Regions from separate parts of the Mus musculus genome. Here regions 2, 3, 4 and 5 are each linked to region 1. A link is a contact called in public ChIA-PET, HiChIP or PLAC-seq and promoter capture Hi-C data. All regions are on one chromosome and are shown on one strand. Each heading gives the region's core, a stretch centred on a gene start, on an enhancer-like site or on the middle of the called end of the contact. The rest is flanking DNA. Distances are from core to core; before and after follow the strand shown. Region 1 holds the start of Zfp398 (zinc finger protein 398). Region 2 holds the start of Zfp467 (zinc finger protein 467). Region 3 holds the start of Gimap5 (GTPase, IMAP family member 5). Region 4 holds the start of Repin1 (replication initiator 1). Region 5 holds the start of Gimap9 (GTPase, IMAP family member 9).

Region 1 (2,700 bases), core at 47-2,546:
TTTTACTTTTTTTTTTACTTTTTTCTTTTCTTTCTTTCTTTTTTTAAAGACACACACTCTGGCTATTTGGCCAAGCATATACTAAAATTTCTGATTCTCCTATTTTAAACTCCTCTGTGAGCCACCATGTTACCATCATGGTTTAACCTCCTAAACATGACTACTAGAGAACTAAAAGTATGTGACAGTTTTCAGCATGGCATATACCTATAGCATACACCATGGGCTCTACTATCTTTTTTAAGGGTTGGGGGAAAATTAAACTTGAAGGGTATTCCCCTCTACTCCATTCCCCGCCCCTCCCCGCTGCTCCCCTGGTTTCTTCTTTCTTTTTTACTTCCTATCTACTCCTCTGCAGACCTGCCTGACTTCTGACTTATTTAAAAAGTCTCTTTGAGCTGACCAAAGCCTTCTTAGGTGGCAAACAAAAGCAATACTTTCCAATCAGAACGTTCTGTTAAACGACCATCCCCTCTTCCTTAATGGCTGTGTGCAGGGACTGTGCGGGTTGTCCTGGTAGCCCTGGCATCTCTGGTGCATGCACGGCTGGGCCCACTGCAGGCCTGCAGCAAACAAGCACACGCACGACTGCACTACTGGCTAAGCCTGCGCTCGGTCGGCCTTCCAAGGTCCCCGCGGCGCCACAGCCTGCCCTCCCGGGCGCGCGAGGCTGTCTGTCCTCACGCAGTCCATAAGGACACACCTTGGCTTTTACCTTCCCCGCCACGCAGGTGACTGTCCTGCCGCACCTAGCAACGACAGCTCTCGCGGCTGTACAGAATGGCTGGTGGATTGCAAAAACACCTCGAGCCCACTTCCCCGTTCCGCGGGCTGACGCGGAGCACCGCGGCGCGTGTAGGTTAGAAACTGCAGACCCTGGTCCCGCGGCGTCGCCCGGCGCTGCGGTCCGCGGTGGCCTTGCGGGGCAAACGACAGCCGCAGACCCACGCGGGCCACAAGGCCCGCTGCCGTCCCCAGCTCCCTCGCCTCCCCCGAGGCCCGGGTGACAGAGACGCCCGTCCATCAGCGCCCTTACCGGAGCGGCGGTCGCCTCAGCCATGGCCCTCCGCTGCCCGGTCCTGTCCCGGGAGTCGCCACCACACGCAGGCCCGGCTGCTCAGTGCTCTCGGCAGACGGCGAGAAGCGGTCTCGCGTTGCTCGCTCTGACAGGACTCGCGCGGCAATCGGGCTTCCGGGGGCGCTGGGACGCAGAGGAGCTGAGTAGCGAGCAGCCTACGCCGCACCGGCTGCAGCCGCCCCTCAGCTGGCGCTTTGTGGGCAGCGAGTACTGCAGGCGCTCTGCCGGCCTAGACGCGCCCCCCTCCGGTCGGTCCTCCCGGGACAGCGCGCCCCCTGGCGGCCCCCGCATCCGGAGCGCCTTCCCAGAGGTCAGCTTCTGAGAAAAGAGTTTTGGTGAACGCAGATCCAACCTACTCGGGTTTCCCATCCATCTGAGAAGACCCAGCAGATGCTACATAGTTTAAGAGCCAGGGAGCGGTGTCCAGGCTGGACGATAGTGTAATCGGCTACCAGAGTGAGCTAGGTGGGAATGATGGAGTTATATCGTTCGTAGAAATTACAAATATGACTTGTATTGGCACCAGAGATTCTGATTATTTTGATTATTGTCTCACTTGGGCTTGGATGAGAAGTAGAATTTTTATAAAGATTTGTTTCTTTTAATTTTATATGTATAAATGTTTCTCTACACTTGGATGTCTACTGCCTATGGAGGCCGGAATAGGATGCAGGATAACCTGGAACTGGAGCTACACACACAGTTGTGAGCCAAACCCAGATCCTCTGCCGAGCTCACTCACCAGCACCGACAAGTGGACTACTTGAGCCAACAGAAATAAAGCTTGTGGTTAGATTTGCTGGATCTGGACTAAGGACCAACAAAAGACAGAGTTGTGTGTTTAACAGCTTGTGTGGCAGAAAGATAATCACACAGCCATAACTTTCCAGTATTTCTCTTTTTTCAAACATGTATGAACCAAAGTCTTCTCAGACATTTATCTCAGTAAATGAAATGAATCCATTCAATGCCCTCAACAGTAGACTGTCTATAGTGCCCCCACAGTATAGGGATCTTCCTGCTGGGCCACTACCACTTGAGTGTACTGTGAGTCTTTATAGTGTACATACAAAGCAATATCTTGTGTATACTTTGAGTCTACTTGAGCATGAACTGTGGTCAGATGGTGCATAGTTGGGAGTTAAAACTACCGTTCTCTAAACTAGAACATCACTATAATGGAATGAACTAGAAAAAGAAGAAAGAAGAGGAGGAGAAAGAAAGAGAGAGACAGAGATAGAGAGAAATAATTGACCTCAGGAAAATAATTAGTGATTTTATTATTAAAAGACATAATTTTTAAATGTGGCCTTCGGCCTGGCAGTGGTGATGCCCATCTTCAGTCCCAGCACTTGGGAGGCAGAGGCAGGTGAATCTGTATAAGTTTGAAGCCAGCTTGGTCTACAGAGTGAGTTCCAGGAAAGCCAGGGCTACACAGAGAAACCCTGTCTCAAAAACAAAAACAAAAAACAAAAAACAAAACAAAACAAAACAAAACAAAACAAAACAAAAAAAGGCCTTAGAAAGCAAGAATAAAGCCTGATATGATGGTACTTGCTTTTAATCCATGCACTAGGAAGCAGAAACAGGAAACTTTCTGTAAGTTTAAGGCCAGCCTGGAC
Region 2 (2,700 bases), core at 97-2,596, 610 kb before region 1:
AACTCTGAATCCTTCTATTTCATAATGAAATGAGGTCCCACTGGGCATCCTGCATGGTCACCCCACCTGGTGCACCCCACCTGGCCTGGGGGTTCCTTCCTCTGGGCCTACTATTGGGCCTGGGACCAAAATAGGGCCAGTATGAGTTTCCCCAGTTGCTTCCAGATATCTAGGGTTGGTGCCTGGGAGTTGAGCAGTCCTGGGGAAGGGTCAGCATCTATTCTGGGCACAGTGTCCTTCTAACTTCTCTAACATTCTCACCTGGCCACTGTTCCTGCATATCCTACATACGTGGACTGCAGTTCTCAAAGCCCATTCTTGCACACAGAGAGGGACACAAACTCTGCTCCTAGCCATCTTTACTCAGTGAAGCAGCCAGTTATTAAAAGAGCCTTTTGCATCTTGAGTCACAGGACCTCCTGATCCTTCAGGTCGGTCTCCATTGCTCCAGATTTCACTCTAACTATCTGTAAATGTTGAGGACATCCCTGCTCCATCTTATAAGGCTAGCCTTGGGTCACTGCCCTGATTCCACAGGTGTCACTATCCTTGTGTCAGGGTGCCATTGTCAGGGACCGTGTCCTATCCAAGAGGGCCATTTAATGGCCTCCTCTTCCCAGACTCTCTCCCAGCAGCTCTGTTCTGCAACTTGGCTGACAAGGGAAGCTTGGACTGGGGAGAAATGTAACTTGGATCTGCCCTTTTCCCTACAGGGGCAGGCAGGCGGAAATGGGAGCCCATGGGAGTTTGAAGAAAAATCACAGGGCATGGAATATCCAGCCTAGATTTTAATTCCAGGGCTGGGTGAGGGTGTCTGAAGAGCAGAGGGGGATGGCTTAGGAGTACCTGCACCCATGAGCAGAAATGGTGGAAGTCTGGGGAGAGATCCACACCTAACGCCAGGAGGTTTTCTTACCCACGGACAACACTCCCCCGCCCCCGCCCAGCCCCGCCCCACCTCACCCCCTGCAGTTTCCATGCCTGTCCAGCGGTCTCAGTCGGGGACTTGGTTCCTTTTTCCCCATTTTCTACTTTGAGAGCCCTCTCTCTGCCCTCTTAGATTGGTTCTTAATCCTCAGTCTCCGCGGTGAGACTTGGATCGCGTCCTCCGGTCTGGGTGGATCCTGGTGGAGAGTTTTTTGACCGATTCTCCCAATCTCTGCTGGCCAGACAGTCTCCCGCGGGACCGCGGCGCTACCACTTACTCGGCTGCCACTGGCGATTTTAAAGACAGCCATACACACATTGCTCTCCTCCCCAAACACGCCCCCTCCTCTCCCTACTCCCCCCAACTCTTCACTACTACCACCACCACCCCGTTCCGCGCTCCACCTTTCTCCAGCTCCTCCCTCCTAGGCTGTGAGCACCCTCCCTTCTAGCCCGAGTGCCCTTCCTTCTAGCCTCTTCTTCTCCTTCCTCTCCCCTCTGCCCTTCCTCGGTCCTAAGCTCCCACTTTCCATCTCCACACTCCGGGCATCTTGCCCTCAGACCGTCACCTGCACCCAAGCCCATTAGTGCACCCTCCCGCGGCAGGTCTCTCGAAGACCCTCCGCTTTAGCCTGTGCCCCGGAGCAGTGTTCCCGCTTCCCGGGTTCCTCCCCCCGATCACCCGCAACGCTGCCCCACACCCTCTCCCTCCGCGTCTTTCCTTCCCCTCCCCGCGAAGTTTCAGGGCTGTCAGTCCCGGAGTCTTTCGGGCAGCCCGCACCCAAGCTGCAGGCAGCCGGCGCCATTGTGCAAACGGCCGCCCGGGACCGGAGGCCCGAGCGCCTGGGTCCCCGAAGCGGGCCGCGGCACGTAGCCGCAGGAGCCCGCCAGGTAAGGACACCCGAGACTCCCGGGCAGGCGTCTCCCCCGCCACCCAAACGGAGCTTTACAAGCCCTGCCGACCCACGGCAGGTGACAACCCCGAGGGAAGGGGCGCGCAGACGCGAGTGTGGGGGAGGGGGGGGGTCAGACCAGGAGGGAAGGGAGTCAGGAGGGAGGGTCCTGGCGCAGATGGGGAGACTAGGAAACTGGAGGGGAGGGCAAGGACTCGGGGAGGCCCGGTGGGAGCAGGTGGGAAGAGGGCGGGAGGGGCCTGCGGGGAGGATCCCCAGGAGCGGGAGTAGGGTTCCTCGGGATAGAGGAAGGGTCCAGTGCGAAAGGGCAGGAAACGGGCTCAGGGATGGGGCTGGTCGGGAGCGAAGGACGCTGACAGGTGAGCCTAGAGCAGGGCAGGGGGCCGGGACCCGGAGTGACTCCGGAGCTCTAACAGGGGCGGGGATTGGGGGGAGTCTAGTCAGAAGGAAAACTCCGGAGAGGGCGTGAAGTCAGTGGGGAGCAGAAATGGGCAAGGGGGCTGCTGAGAGGGAGGTGTGTTGGGAAGAAAGGGGTATGGGGAGGGGCAGAACGAGGGAGTAGGTCCAGAGAATGTGGGGTTAGCTTGGATTCCCCCCCCCAAGATGGGGGGCGTGAGACCTGGAAGCTAGGGAGCGGACTAGGAGGGGGAGGGGAAGAACAAGGCTGGGGACCGGGAGGGGAGAGAAGCGGAGCCGGAGCTTGCAGGGTAGGCAGAGGGGGAAGGGAGGCGGGGGCCGCTGAGGGGGGAAGGAGAGCAGCGGGAGGGAGGGAAGCAGAGGGGAGGCTGGTGTGGGGGAGGGGGAGGGAACTGAGGAGAGGAAAGAAGGAAAAGAAACCCGAGTGGGGGAGGAGAGGGGA
Region 3 (2,700 bases), core at 51-2,550, 910 kb before region 1:
AACAGCCAAGCCAGCTTATCAGGACAATTTATTTTACCAAGCAATGAGGACACAGTTCAGTCAGGAAGTTGAGAGAGTCTTTCTTGTCTTCCTTGTTAAGTACCGGCAGGCAACAAGGACGCCTAGGGCAAAGCGCCTGATGCACAAGCTTGGAGACTTGACTCTGAGCACCAGAGCCTGCTTCTGTAATCCCAGCACTATACACAGTGAGGCAGCCTGTGGAGATAGGAGAATCAGCCAGAGGCTGTCAGGCCAGCTAGCCCAGGGTGTGGCAGAAACAAGAGAGAAGCCGTTTCCACCAAGCAGAAGGGTAGAAATGACTTCAGAAAGCTGTCCTCTGATCTCCACAAGTCTCCAGTGGCACCAGTGTATTTCCTCACACAACTAAAACCAAAACAAACATTTTCACTCGCATCTGCTCCACCCATCTGCCCCTCCCCTGTTCCTTTATGTCCAGGTACTAAGAGTCACAGGGCAGGTTAGTAGGCAAGAGTCCTGGAAATAGTACCCTCTACTGTAAAGTTCAGCTGACAACGAGGGTGTTCATACACATCTAAAACATAATACTGTTAACATACCACAGCTTCTTGGGGTATGTTAAGGGAAGGTGTGGGATACCTGGCCATGAAGAATGGGGTGGTTTTCAGACAAGATTCTAAGGTAGAATTCACTGACCTGTCTTTCAGGGAAGGGCTAGACCATATAGGAAGGAACATAGAGGTTTCACTCTGGCTTGTAGAGCCTTAAGAACTCATCCTGCCCTCCTTCAGATGAGGTCTATCTGGCCTAGTAGGCTTTGGGGAGTCTGGGATAAAATGAAGAAATGTGCTCCACCTGCTGGGGGAGCTTGGGAAAGCCTGTGGCTCGGACTTTAATTACTCCTCCATCAAAAAACCATCACCTTTGTTAACTGAGGGTTTCAGAAAGGCGCAGATGGTGAGATGGAAAGCCTAGGGCCTAGGGATGATGGCATGGAAATTTCAGGGCTCTGTCCCACTCTATGCTGTCGCCGACCCTCAATTCACTGCTCTTTCACTGTCCAGGAAACCCAACACACCAAGCTCACCCGAGTGCACAGCGGCTCCCTGGCTCCCAAGCGGCTGTCAGCGCCCTGGCGGGTTCCTCTTTACCCTTACAGGTATGCGGTGGGCCTGTGCCTGCTGAGCAGTGCTCTCACAGAACAGCTACATGCAGAGCCATGAATCCAGAGTCCGAAGGCAGGAAAAGAAAGCCCATGGTGACGGAATACACACTGCCCTGCAGACTATATCCCCTCGGGTAGGTGGAAAGGCCTTGAACATTTGCCAGAACACAGTGAAACTGCTTTAGTCAATGACCACTTCCTGTGGAAAGCCTCCCGGCCCTACTCATTTCCCCTTCAGGGGGTGTTGAGGGCACAGTTCTCGGAGCCTGAGAAGTGGAAGACAGCCACCCTTTTCAAGAAAGCCCATGTGTGGCTGGAAAGTGCTGCGTCCCAGGTTCCCCATCAGCACCCAAGCTGAGCATCTGCACTTCCCCAAGCTCCTGGGGTCTCATGTCACAGGCTCTGCATTCAGAACTCCTAAAGAGGGACAGAAAAGCAGCACTGGCCCCGGAGAACCCGGACTGCCCCCTCTCAAAGAGCAGCTAAGCTCAGACAGGAGACCCGGTACTGGCTACCCCTTCTTTGCTATTTGTTGACACAGCCATAGGTGGTCATTGTACAGTTTCTCGCCTATGGAATGTCCAGATGGGCAGGGTGAAGTATTTCTTTACCTTTGTACCTGTTAAGTTTAAGCCTTGAACATAATACACAGTGCTGGCTTATGCAAGGTGATTCTCATCTCAGAGAATTCCCCCATGATGCTTTCTATTGTCAGGAAAGTATACTTGGCTCTCTGTTGTGAACACTAGGGTTTCAAGGGGTCTAGGGAGGTGACATTCTAAGAGACTGCACAGAAAGTGGGGGGGGGGGGGGAGGAAGGAAGAGAGATGAAAGGAGGGAAGGACAGTTAGTTTAAAGCTAGGTAGATAAAGCCCTCTGCTTGTATTTTTAAGAGAAGACATAACTGAAGTTAAGCATGGTGGCTTATTCTTATCCTAGTTTGTCAGGGGATTGCAGCAGGATTGCCTTGAGTTAGAAGCCAGCCTAAGCCACTGTGTGAGTCAGTCTAATAAAAAGCCTTAGCCTCAAGAAGATGTAGCAGCATCCTTTATTAGTGTCTCTGTCCTTTATCTTAAACTCAGTAGCGACCAGCTGTGCCTGCTAGTTGCTAGAGCTTGTTATGTCCTTAGGGCAAGAGGAAGGTCTGCAACCGAGAGGGCCCTGCAGTCAGGCTTCAGCTGAAGCTAGATCCCTACATTCCCAGGGTGCTAGGGAGGTTCTGGATGTTTGCAATTCAAAGAGAGGCTGCTGTGAGCACAAGATCCTCCCACTCTTCAACTCAAAACAGTTTTTTGTTTTTGTTTTTGTTTTGTTTTGTTTGTTTGTTTTTTTTTGTTTGTTTTTTGTTTTTTTTTTAAAGATGTACATCTCAAGGCAAAGGCAAAGAGGGAGAACAAAAGGTCCTAAGAGGTTTGGGTTTCATTATTATCATCATCATCATTATTTTTTTTATTATTTTTAAGAAAGAAAGGAAAAGAGAATTCCGAGTGATGGTTCTGTCCCATTGAAGAGATTTTTTCCCCCATTTTGATTTTTATTCAACCTTTGGTTCTTAA
Region 4 (2,700 bases), core at 29-2,528, 760 kb before region 1:
TGGGGGACTACAGACATGACTCAACCCCACCAACCCCCAACTCCCACCCCCGCCTGAACCCAGGGAAGACTCCATGATAGGAGAATGGATTCCTTCCCCAGTACATCCCTGTCCTGCAAGTATAGGAGACATGAGCGCTGGAGTTATGGGTTGGTTTGAGGGCACAAGAAAGGCCAAACTCTACCCTGAAGACTGAAGAGCTGGGGGTGAGGCTTTTTCCAGCTCCTTCTGGGGATGTTCCTGGGGAGACTTCGGCTGCTTCGGCCCACACTTCGGTAGCCCCCGGATGACAGAGAAAACTGTAGCAATAAAGACATCCCTATCCCCATGGCAGAGCTCAGACCTCTAACTGCTGAGAGGTCAGCCTTACCTGGGGAAGGGAGAGAAAAGAACGAGTGTGAGGCTCTGCGCTAAGCCAGGGCAGGTTTGTGTCATCACCCAGTCTCTCCCAGATTCAAGGCTACAGAGTTCAGCCTTGAACTCCATACCCAGCCTGGTCGAATGACCTAGCGGACACTGAACTAAATAAAGCATGAGCATGACCCTTTACTGAGGAAGCACAGTGCTGCCTTTGGAGGCCACCTCCTAGCCTGGTAGGGCCCCAGAAGAATAGCCTCCTCCATCTGTTGCAAGGCTCTTTCTCAGTGGCCAAAGGGCTGCCTAGGCAGTAACTCTGGAATCCCTATTGCCTCCCCTTCCCCCACTCTCCGCGCAACATAAATTCCAGGCCTGTCTCCCGAGGGTCTACGCAGGGAGCGCCAGAGTGCCCAGGACTCTCCAGAATTTCCTTGGTCATCTAGGGCAGCCCCGGGTGGCAGCAGGCCCACACACTCCCCCTTTGTATAGATGCGTGTCCTCCGTCCACATTTGCTGGCTCGCTGGACCGGTTCGGACCAGCCAGTGGGCCATCTCGGGTCCCACGCACAGCGCAGCCCGCGGAGCCTGTGCGCAGGTGCGCTCGCCCCGCGCCTCAACACTCCCCCCCCCCTTTCATATTCCGCGCGCGCGCGCGAACCCCACAGCCGCACACACTCACGGTCACGCGCCCCACAGGTGGAGCTGCCCTCGCACGCCCTCGGTGGCCCCTGCGCCCTTACTCGACCCATACCTCTCCCGCGTGCCCTCCAGGGACGCAGCGCCCATCCATAGAGCACCAGGCCGGCCTCTGCGGCCGGTTCCCCGCCCCGCAGCGGCGACAGCGGCAGGTTCGAGTTCACAACTGCCAGGCCCGTCCCCAACCTCCCCCCACGCGCTGGGTTCCCAGCTCCACGTGACTACAGGAGCTGCGGAGGGTCAGTCTCGGCTAGGCGGCCGCGGCCTGGGGGCGGGGCGGGCCAGGTCACCCCGCTGCACTGCCGCTCCGGCACAAGGCCAGGGAGGGCCCCCGGCTCCATCGCCATGGCAGCCACCAGCTCCGGTTTGGCCACCGGCCCGAGCTTCAGTTTCCTAACCCTCTGCCCAGAAAAGGATGCTCGCCCCTGGGCCACCTTGTGGCCAGGCTGTGGTCACTGTGTTTGGTCCACCCTTACTGTCTTTTTCAAAACTCAGAGCCAGAGAGAACTAGACAGGGCACCAACGGTTCTCCTGGCGTCGAGCCTGGGGCTTTGCCCAGTCCGCTCTAGCTTAGGGCTGGAACACAGCACCACGGCAACAGAGCGCATCTGGATGAAGAATGAATGGCCCGCAACTGTGAATTCTGCAAGGCCCTCTATTCCCACAACTAAGATCCGGAGTGGCCTAAGCTCTAGAGATGCAGGCCGGGCCCAGGTGGCTGTTGGCACAAATGGGTCGTTTACCCTTGGAAACGCACAGCAGCCAGTGTGGCGTCTGCGGAGGCAGGTGCAAGCCTGTGGCCATGACTCACCACCCACTAGCAGGTGGCCTTGGCTTTCCAAAAGAACCCCATCTTGGAACTTCCAGACCAGTGCAATTTCGTGTCCTTTCATGCTTTCAACAGAGACAAGCTTTGAATTGTACAATTATTTTAAAAAAAAACACTTTTAAAATCTCTCCCAAGGGCCATCTAGCCCTCTCATATATTAGCCTCCTAAAGCCAATTACATTCGGTGTTTGACATACTCGAGTGTTCTGAATAGTATTTTATATTGGGGAAGCCTGGGTTATCCCTTGCAACTGTACATGCTGGCTCTTCACTTAAGATATTGTAAGTTTTCTCCCATTTCGTTGTTCTCTTATATATTATATTAAAACATATATATATATATATATATATATATATATATATATATATAGTTTAATGGCTGTATAAATATGCAAATCGATTACATATTTTTCCTATGTCCTTATAGATTAATGTCTCATTACCCATGTCCAGGTTCAAACTTTTGGAGGTAGAAACAGATGGTCAAAGACAAGATTCATCAGTTATCCCTGAGAAATGACCATTTTTTTCCATTTCCTTGACAACATGGGCTATTTTCCCAAATTTAATTAAAATGACTGTTTGCTTCAATTTTTGCTTCTTGGGTTGCTGGTTTCCTGACTTGTTTGTTTTGTGTGATTTTTTTTTTAAACCAGTTTATGCTATGACTACTGAGAATTTATCTTTGCCTGACTTTCTATTTGCTCACTTTCAAGGCTGGGAAGTTGGGATGGTTGTTTGGGTTTCATGCTTAAAGATGTTCATTTGTCATATGTGTGGAAAATATTTTCCCCAAAAGATTGTTCTTTGGGGGTGTA
Region 5 (2,700 bases), core at 79-2,578, 840 kb before region 1:
TAAAGATCTGAATGCACAGATCTTAAGGAAGGAGAAGAGAGGAAAATTACCTATTAGACAAATGGAAAGCACTCCCGATCCTTTCTTTTTTTCCTTTTCTCCTGAAATTTTGCAGTGTTCTATAGTTTTAAAAGGCTGATGATCTGGATATCATTTAGGCTGTTCCTGATGGCATGGACAGGCTGTCTCTAGTCCTGCTACCGCCTTCATGCCAATATTGGAACAGATGTTCCTGGCTCATGCCCAATGCCAGGTCTGGGAAATGAGTGCGCCCAAATCGTTACTGTGCCAAATACCTGAAAGCCCAGGATGACTATAGAGGTCAACAGCTTACTATATATTTTATGACGACCTAGGAGAGGCATTCAAGGACTCAAACATAAAGAAAGTGTAAGGAAGGCAGGGGCAGGTAGGATCTCAGTGAGTTCAAGGCCAGCCTGGTCTATAGAGTGAGTTTCAGGACAGGCAAGGCTATACAGAGAACCCCTATCTCAGACCAAAGAGAGAGGGGGAGGGGGAGGGGGGAGGGGGGAGGAAGGGAGGGAGGGAGAGAGAGAGAGAGGGAGAGAGAGGAATTGTTCATCTCCCCTGCTTTGACTGGTACACAGTTAATATGTTAATTATTACAGTTAAATATCACACTGAAGCCAGAAATATGCTCACTTATCATGTTAATAAACATGAAACAAAACCCCCAAGACAGTTAAAACAATCCTGCATAACAAAAGAACTGGCAGAAGTGTCACCACTTCACCTCAGAGTGTACTACAGAGACATAATAAAGAGAAAGCAACAGACAAGATGCAAAACAAGACTCGGAGCCCCTAGACTACACTGTGGCTTCAGCAGCCCTCCGTCAAGCCAAGGGTCACACAGCCACACATGCAAATCTGTCTGTTGTACAATTAAGAGGAGTCAGCACATTGAGGTAAGAAAAAATGAATTAAACATGATCTGAGTTCTCTCCCAACTCTAACGAACCTGCCTTGGGGGACACAGAACTTTCTATAAAGGGCACCAGGCCCTCTGTGACCTTCCCCACAGACACACTGCAACGCATCAGTTCATCTCCTTATATCTCTTAGCCTCCACCCCTCCCCCCAGCAGCTTCCTCCCTGTGCAGACACAATACTTCCACCCCCATAGATGCTCCATTCGCCCTCCCTCTCACAGCTCCCTCGCTCCAGGTCTCTTCCAGCCAGACTCACCTTCTTCTGCAACAGTTAATGAGAGTTCAGGATCTCTCCAAGGAACCAATTTGACCTGGTTCAAGTTTTCTACTGAACTATGAAGTAAAACTTCCCTCATTCCCTGACAGGAAGTTCTATGGGTGGAGCCAATTGTAGCTTCCCCCCCCCCCCCCCCCAGCCTGAAGCGGGCGGGTACAGACCTTGTTGCCTCGGAGGTGGGGCCACCTGCGGTGCAACTTTCTGACTAGGCTGGCTCCTTTTGAAGAGACAACTGCCCTGCTCTTCTGCTACCTGCTCAGAGGCTGAACCTGTCTTCCTGAGACATTCCTGGCGACCGCGTGCTGACAGAATGGCTCCAGGCACGGAGAATGAACTGGCAGTGGGGATGGGCCTTCCCCCTTATAAGCACACTCTCTTAGTAAACTCAACTCGCGGGCCTGATCAGAGAAATTTTTGTCTTGGCTTCATTATCTTTTCTCACAGTCTAAGTCTCTTTCAGCCCCAGCCTGCCTCCCAGGTGCACCCCGTTCATGTAGGCCGCGGGCCGGCTTACAACAGGAGCCAATGAAGAAACCATTTGCTTTTAAAGAAACAGAAATATTTTCTTGTAATTTAATAGGTGCTTCAGCTCTGTCAAGTTGAAGCCTTTTCTCTGTATGTCTATTATAATGCCAAACGTTTCTAAATATTTTTTTATTATTATTGTTTGGTTTTTTTTTTTTTTTTTTTTTTTTAGATTACTGATGTGTTTATAAAAAGATAACGAGAGAAGGAGGGATATGCTCTATGGAAGGTGTAGTGAGGTATGGGAGGAGTTGTCCCAGCAGTCCCATTCCAAGGCATCACTTGTTCCTGAGGGACCAGCCACACGACGGTATAATATAGAATAGAGTTTATTCAGGGCATGGGGAGGGAAGTCAAGAGGGTAGAAGAAGCAGAGAAACGCAGAGGGGTTAGAGAGTACAGAAGTAAAGGCCAGCCATGGGCATGTGGAGAGAGCGGGGCAGGGGCGAGGGGATGGAATGGGGAAGGGACAAGGGAGCAGATAGCAAGAAGAGAAGAGCAAGAGCGGGAGAAGGGGGCAAGCAGCCCCTTTTATAGTGGGTGAGGCCTACCTGGCTGTTGTCAGGGAATTGTGGGGTGGAGTTTAGACAGAATGCTAACAATTACAGTCTCAGGTAGCCCAACCTACAGTTGAACTCACAGTGTGTGGAGGATGACCTTGAACTGAAAGCTGAGAACCTGGTAATTACTCAGTCCTTGAAGCTAGATACCTCAACAGTTGGAGTTGTCTCAAGATTGTTGGTTCCCAAGGCAGACAAGAGATGGTAGGTAGAGCATTGCCCATACCCTGGACTTCTCTCAGAGAGCTGGGCAGGAGGGTGGCTGCTCCCTACCCAAATCAGGCATGGGCCTACTCAACTTTTTAAGTTAAGAATCAGTTAAGCTTCTGATTCCCTGCCAGAGAACTGGCTTAACATTTGCCTGACTTCAGTCAAGTCTGCATATG

What was found. Promoter capture Hi-C pulls out the DNA fragments that hold promoters and counts their contacts. ChIA-PET counts read pairs in DNA pulled down with a chosen protein or histone mark. HiChIP or PLAC-seq counts read pairs in DNA pulled down with a chosen protein or histone mark.
Region 2: a contact with region 1 is called in a promoter capture Hi-C map of liver. The contact joins the promoter of Zfp467 here to the promoter of Zfp398 in region 1. A contact is called at or near these places in 3 of 39 promoter capture datasets (cranial neural crest, embryonic stem cells and liver).
Region 3: an RNA polymerase II ChIA-PET map of memory CD8 T cells shows a contact between it and region 1, with 7 read pairs. The contact joins the promoter of Gimap5 here to the promoter of Zfp398 in region 1. A contact is called at or near these places in 3 of 39 promoter capture datasets (liver and pre-B cells) and 1 of 115 datasets of contacts at active chromatin or transcription factors (memory CD8 T cells).
Region 4: a promoter capture Hi-C map of liver shows a contact between it and region 1, with 2.5 times the contacts expected there. The contact joins the promoter of Repin1 here to the promoter of Zfp398 in region 1. A contact is called at or near these places in 5 of 39 promoter capture datasets (cranial neural crest, hippocampal neurons, liver and 2 more).
Region 5: a contact with region 1 is called in an H3K4me3 HiChIP or PLAC-seq map of pro-B cells, with 4 times the contacts expected there. The contact joins the promoter of Gimap9 here to the promoter of Zfp398 in region 1. A contact is called at or near these places in 2 of 115 datasets of contacts at active chromatin or transcription factors (memory CD8 T cells and pro-B cells).

What each region holds. Positions count from the first base shown.
Region 1 is chr6:47,834,257-47,836,956 of GRCm38.p6, reverse strand. Zfp398 (zinc finger protein 398) reads right to left here and starts at 1,296. Exons shown (of 6, transcript NM_027477.3): 1 at 1,037-1,296. The coding sequence starts at 1,060. It also overlaps a transcript of Zfp786 not described here.
Region 2 is chr6:48,444,471-48,447,170 of GRCm38.p6, reverse strand. Zfp467 (zinc finger protein 467) reads left to right here and starts at 1,346. Exons shown (of 5, transcript NM_020589.2): 1 at 1,346-1,818. It also overlaps a transcript of Sspo not described here.
Region 3 is chr6:48,744,797-48,747,496 of GRCm38.p6, reverse strand. Gimap5 (GTPase, IMAP family member 5) reads right to left here and starts at 1,300. Exons shown (of 3, transcript NM_175035.5): 1 at 1,067-1,300.
Region 4 is chr6:48,592,461-48,595,160 of GRCm38.p6, reverse strand. Repin1 (replication initiator 1) reads right to left here and starts at 1,278. Exons shown (of 3, transcript NM_001079901.1): 1 at 1,109-1,278; 2 at 185-370. The coding sequence starts at 329.
Region 5 is chr6:48,674,763-48,677,462 of GRCm38.p6, reverse strand. It overlaps Gimap9 (GTPase, IMAP family member 9), which reads right to left and starts at 1,328. Exons shown (of 2, transcript NM_174960.2): 1 at 1,209-1,328; 2 at 1-21. Gm46958 (a long non-coding RNA gene) reads left to right here and starts at 654. Exons shown (of 2, transcript XR_001785233.2): 1 at 654-928; 2 at 1,439-1,631.